2 separate regions of the Mus musculus genome follow, and region 2 is linked to region 1. A link is a contact called in public Hi-C data. All regions are on one chromosome and are shown on one strand. Each heading gives the region's core, a stretch centred on a gene start, on an enhancer-like site or on the middle of the called end of the contact. The rest is flanking DNA. Distances are from core to core; before and after follow the strand shown. Region 1 overlaps Enox1 (ecto-NOX disulfide-thiol exchanger 1). Region 2 overlaps Gm1587 (predicted gene 1587).

Region 1 (2,700 bases), core at 32-2,531:
TCTCAGAGATGTGAGTATCTTAGCTTATGTCATTGGACCGTAGATCTAGAAGTCCACTGACTCTCAGTCTATCGCTGCGCTGGATTTTCCTAGGTTGCCTCGCTTTGCATGAGGGATAGTACCCAGTGCCCGGTTGGGTATCCCTGCCCTGCCCTCAGCCCCCTTGTTTGTGATGGCGCTTATCTTGAGACAGGCCTTGAGAGTCTACTTCAGAATGTCTGCGGGAGAGGTTGACTGTTTCCTCTCGGGTGCTGCAACCTGCGGTGGGGTAAAGGCGTCTTGGGGTTTGTATAAAGTCAGCTTCTCCCTTTCCAAGTAAGAGCCATAGCATTGTTTGTTCAGTTTTGCTGTTTTATCTTAGTCTCATGTAAAGTGTTCAGGGTCTTTGGATTTTCTCTCCTTTAGCCTTACACCGGTTTTCTTTATCATGAACATTCAACGCCAGCTTAACTCTGATTTCTCGGTTTCTAAGAACACCCTTGTTCCAGGACTCAAGTATTTCCTTTCTTTCCTTAAAAAAAAACATATTCATTTTATTTCACATGCATTGGTGTTTTTGCCTGCATGTATGTCTGTATGAGGATGTCAGGTCCCCTAGAATTGGAGTTGTAGCTGTGATCTGCATGTGGGTGCTGGGAATTGAACTTGGGTCCTCTGGAAGAGCAACCAGTCCTCTAATGAGACATTCCTCCAGCGCCTGCCTGCCTGCCTTTCTCCCTCCCTCCCTCCTTCCTTCCTTTCTCTTTTAATTTAAAAAAGAAAGCACTAACTTAGAACCATTCAGAATGTCAACAAAACAGCTGCTTTTTTTCTTTTTCTATTTTCCTTTTTGTTTTGTTTTGTTTTGTTTTTTGCAACCACAGGGTGGCATTTTGTTAACAGAACATTGGTTATTTTCATATAAGCTGCATCAGAAACAACTGAAGGTTAAAAAAAACAAAAACAAAACTAGTGTTCTCATACATAATTAAATTGTGTGCTGTGCACCAACAAGAACCTGCTTTAAATTTCCATACCGATTTACAACCCCAAGACTGTCCTAGGCAACTTTATTAGGGCTAGCTGAAGACACATTCAGTAGTTTATTAACTGTACTAGGAGGAGGAGATGGAAGAGGAGCAGGAGGAAGAAGACAATGACGAAAATGTACGGATTTAAAACAAATCTTGCACATCCTTACATTTCAGTGTTTTTTCCTTAAAAGGACAAAGGAGTGAATCATGTACAGGGGGCTGAAATGCTTTATAGAAAAGAAGAACCCCATACTAGAACCAGCGTACTCATCGCCTCCCTCATCTTCTTCATCCTCTTCTTCCTTCTTTGTTTGTTTGGTTTTCTTGCTCTTCCAGCCCTGAAGACCTGCTTTTTTTTTTTTTTTTTTTTTTTGTCTGCATCCGGTTTTCCTCTGGTTCTCTAGGCAGCAATACCCTTTCCTCTTTACTTCAGCTCAGCAGCCTCCTCACAGGGCTGCTTGTTCTCTGCAGTGGAGCTGCCCCACATCGCTCCCAGTATCTTTGCAACGTCACCAATGGATAAGGAAGTACTTCGGTTTTGTTCTGGGGGTGTGACTCAGAACAGAACAGGAAGAAAACTGAAGGAGGCCTCTGTGTGCTTCGTGGTCCTTGCGCTTTCCTTTTGGCCTCCCCTTTAGGAGATGTAGGGTTTTATTTCTCTTTCATAAGAAGCCTTGTCAGCTTTTTCCATGCCCCTTTCTTCTGCAGACGGGTCACCCACTTCTCAGAGCGCTTCTTAGACTCCCCCCCCCTCCCCCTACCAAGAAGCTGATGGAAGCATCCGGATGTTTCTCATGCTCCTCCCAGCGAGTTTGCACAAAGAATTCACATGATGACATTGTTGCTTCACAGCTTGTTAGGATCTGGGCTCTGTTGACATGGAGTTGGTTTTCCTGTGCGAGGCACAGAGTAGCCAAGTGGCTATCCAGCTCTTGCTTGCCCCAGTACTGTCTCTATGGAGCTCAGTGTACTACAGTGGCTGTCCAGTTCCCACTTTCATCTACCATTGATTTACTCTGTTCCCTTTGGAAGACAGAAACGTAGGTCCCTGTAGTGAAGGCCAGCAGGAAGACTTTGCCCTGATATGAAAGCAGTAAACAGGCATCTGCCGGGTACTGGAGGCTAAAAGACTCTCAGTTTACATCTGACCGTGTTGGTGTGTGTTCTGGCCTCAGTGTATAGTATTTTCATGGTCATAGGAGCTTCAGGCTGGAAGAATTCGAAGGGGGATATTAAAGGTCAGGAAATAAAGTGGCTTTCTGATGCATGAATCTTCTTTGCAATATCTCCAGGAAAATATAAAATTGTCTCCATTGAGCATTTCTGGGTACAGATAACTTATTCCCAAGGCCAGTTGTTTCTCTTCAAGATAGAAATTCTTATAATCTGTTAAGCCACCACTCCTCGTCTATAACTATAACTAGACTGTGAAACGAGAATTCCTATCTCCTATTATCTCTGGCCTTGTGTGCTGCCTTAACTCTACGGAATCTGGAAAAACTTTTCGAAAACAAAAAAGGAGAAAATGACAGCCAAAATGAAGCCAGACTTGATAACCTGAATTTCTTGTGCATCATTAACTTAACAAAGTTGCCTTCTAAGGCATGGCACACATAGGTATTGCACATAAAGCTGTGGCCAGAACATGCCAAATGTCCTCCTGCAGAGAGAGAGGGAACCAGAACAA
Region 2 (2,700 bases), core at 64-2,563, 450 kb after region 1:
CAAGAAACTTACACATTTGCATGAAATACTCTTAACAAGTGCTTCCCAGGTGAGAAGTTTTAAATGAATGTTTTTGTTTTGTTTTGGCCAGAGGAGACAGAAAAATGGCTGCAGCTGGTCAAGGGTTATATTTCTTACAGCCAGGAGATTCCAATCTGTTTCTTTACCTCCATGGGATCAATAAACAGCCAGGCTGATATACATCAAACTGCTTTGGTCTTGCCAGTATATACTCTCATGCACATGAACACACACACATACACACACACACTCAGGATTTCTTGGCTCCCCTCAAGGTAGAGCCATTCCAAATCCTGACATCACTGAAATATGTACAGGAACGGAAGCAATAAAGAGAGGAACACAAGAGAGAGAGAGGGAAACTCTGCCTGCTCTGGATGTGCCCTCGAGACAGTTGTTCCTACAGTGCAGGCTTTGTTCTTGTGCAATCGAAACACAGACCAAATTCAACTCTGTCAGCAAAGATACTGGCATAGTCACCCCAGATGGGACTGGTAAGAAAAACGACCTGTGTGAGATCTGAGGGAGCAGGCAATCACGGTTAGTCATAAACCCCCTCCAAGGGCCCAAGATCTGCAGAACACAAGGATTGAAGCGGCTTGAATGCTGTAATCTCCATTTATAGACTTCCCCAGGCCTCCACCCAGGCCTCACAGCTATGCCTGTCCCTATACCTCAGCCAAAGCTTCAGCACTTGGTCACAAAGAGGAAGGCACAGCATGGGATGACGCAGGATCCCAGAGCTTCTTCTTGGAAGTAGGATTCTGGGAAATGCCTTGTCTACTTCCAGGAAGAGCTTCATTGACCACATGTTCTTCTCGGCTGTAGGATAAGAAGCTTGGGTGAGAAGGTAAGGCGGGACAATTCTGCCATCTCTCCAACTCTCATTAGTTTATTTTTTTTCTCTTCAGACTTCGTGGAAAAGAGAATTAAGAATAGTAAAATTGAATATCCCTAATCTGAAGTCCGAACAACACCCAAATCTAAAACTTTCTGAGCACTCAAACTATCACACTGTGTATTCAATGATTCTAAGTCTTAATTTTTCCCCCCTCAGCTCTGAAGCTCCAAGCATTTCAGATAAGGCATCCTCACGCTGCTTCCAATGGAGGGTGTTTGTTGATTTGCTGTGAGATGTGGGTGTTACTGATGTTGGCAAGGGAAACGCTTGGTAGAAAGAGGAACTTTGGCTCAGTTCTTCAGGACCTCGTGCACTTAGGAGGACACAGAAAAAATGAATGGCTTTTCCCCACATCACACATGGGGAAGTCCTATAGCTCAGGAAGGAAGGAAAAGATCTCCAAGGAGGGAGGTACTTCTCAGAACTACTTCCTCAAAAAGAGTCCACCCCTCATGAGCGCTAAAGGACAAGTTAGGATGACAACCTAGTACGCACTTGGCAATAGATTTGGTTCCTTGGGCAGACAATAGTGTCCTGGGTTTGAAAGCAGGTTCTGAACACCTCACAGCCTGAGTGGACCTCTCCCTGAATCTGTAACTTGAGAATAGTATGCAGTGTAGGAAAACCACCACAAGACACACAGCGCTCACAGTAATGCCCCTTCCAATAAAGCGTGTCCTCTACTGGTTTGCAGACAGAGCTAGATTCTAAGCTGGCTACAACAGACAGATATTTAAAAACAATCCCAAAGGGTGAAGGTTGGAGTGGTTCTGTTTGCCACTTGCCCAGCTTGGCATTTTAGAAGAAAAAGCAAGCCAGCTCTCCAGGGCCTGGCATTAAGGAAAGGAAAAAATCTTGCTGGTTTCCTTTTGTGTCCTCGGTCTTTGAGGGGGACTTAAGGAGTCCCTCAACCAGTAAAGGGGAAGAGAGAAAGAAAGCCTGGTGCAGCATCCTGCCCAGCTGGCCTGCTGGCAGCACACAGACAACACTGCTGGGGTCCTTGTTAAAGTTCCAGCCCATCTCACATACATTGCCTTTTACCCTCTTAGCCTCACACTGCTGCCATTCTGGTCCCCCAAAGTCAGGTCTCCAGACTGTTTTAAGCTCCAGAACAGCAGATATAGTGAGATATAGATCAGGGCCATCAGAGAATTGGGCTGGCTAGGAAAGTGCTTGTGTTTGCAACATCCATGAGTTGTCAGAGTTAGCAAGCCAAACTATGAAATGTCAAATTAAATTTGAATTTTACATATACTTCTTTCTCCTAGAGTACAACTATGTCCCAGGGGTTATGTGGAGCATTATTATATTAATATTTTTGTTTTGTGTTTTGAGACAGGGTTTTGCTATGTAGCAAGGCTGCCCTTTCCAATGTGTACCCCACCCCCAACCCTTCTGCCCTGCCTCCCGAGTACTGGATGACATGTAGTGTGCTTTGTGATTCTGGCTCTACGCTATTTCAGCTGCTCTGAAATTCAGAAGTATGTCTGCATCCTGTATTTGTGTCTCAATTCTTTCATTTGGGCTTTTTCTTGGTTTATTTCTTGTGGCAGGGTCTCAGACTGTAGCCCGAGCTGGCCTGGAACTCATTATGCGATTCAGAATGACCTCATACTTCCAGCAATCCCTACCATCCCAAACACTAAGACACTGTACTGCAAGTTACTACCATTCTTTAAAAATAATTGTGTGTGTGTGTGTGTGTGTGTTCATTGTAAATATGTAAATCTGTGGTGGGGCTATACAAGCACATGCTTGCACATGCCTGTAGAGGCCAG

Evidence for each region. A called contact is a pair of places that touch in the nucleus more often than the background predicts.
Region 2: a Hi-C map of bone marrow-derived macrophages shows a contact between it and region 1, with 14 read pairs. The contact joins two enhancer-like sites. A contact is called at or near these places in 2 of 39 promoter capture datasets (cranial neural crest and neural stem cells) and 1 of 484 Hi-C or Micro-C datasets (bone marrow-derived macrophages).

Annotation. Positions count from the first base shown.
Region 1 is chr14:77,342,335-77,345,034 of GRCm38.p6, forward strand. All of the region lies in intron 3 of Enox1 (ecto-NOX disulfide-thiol exchanger 1), which reads left to right. Among named protein-coding and RNA genes, the nearest start is that of Gm41217, 27 kb to the right of the region's middle. Within about 2 kb of position 1,282, at least 41 of the 459 cell types and tissues checked have an H3K27ac peak or open chromatin away from gene starts, as enhancers often do. A contact at or near this core is called in bone marrow-derived macrophages, where this site is marked.
Region 2 is chr14:77,794,183-77,796,882 of GRCm38.p6, forward strand. Gm1587 (predicted gene 1587) reads right to left here. Exons shown (of 3, transcript NR_157389.1): 3 at 1-843. Among named protein-coding and RNA genes, the nearest start is that of Gm1587, 3.4 kb to the right of the region's middle. Within about 2 kb of position 1,314, at least 41 of the 459 cell types and tissues checked have an H3K27ac peak or open chromatin away from gene starts, as enhancers often do. A contact at or near this core is called in bone marrow-derived macrophages, where this site is marked.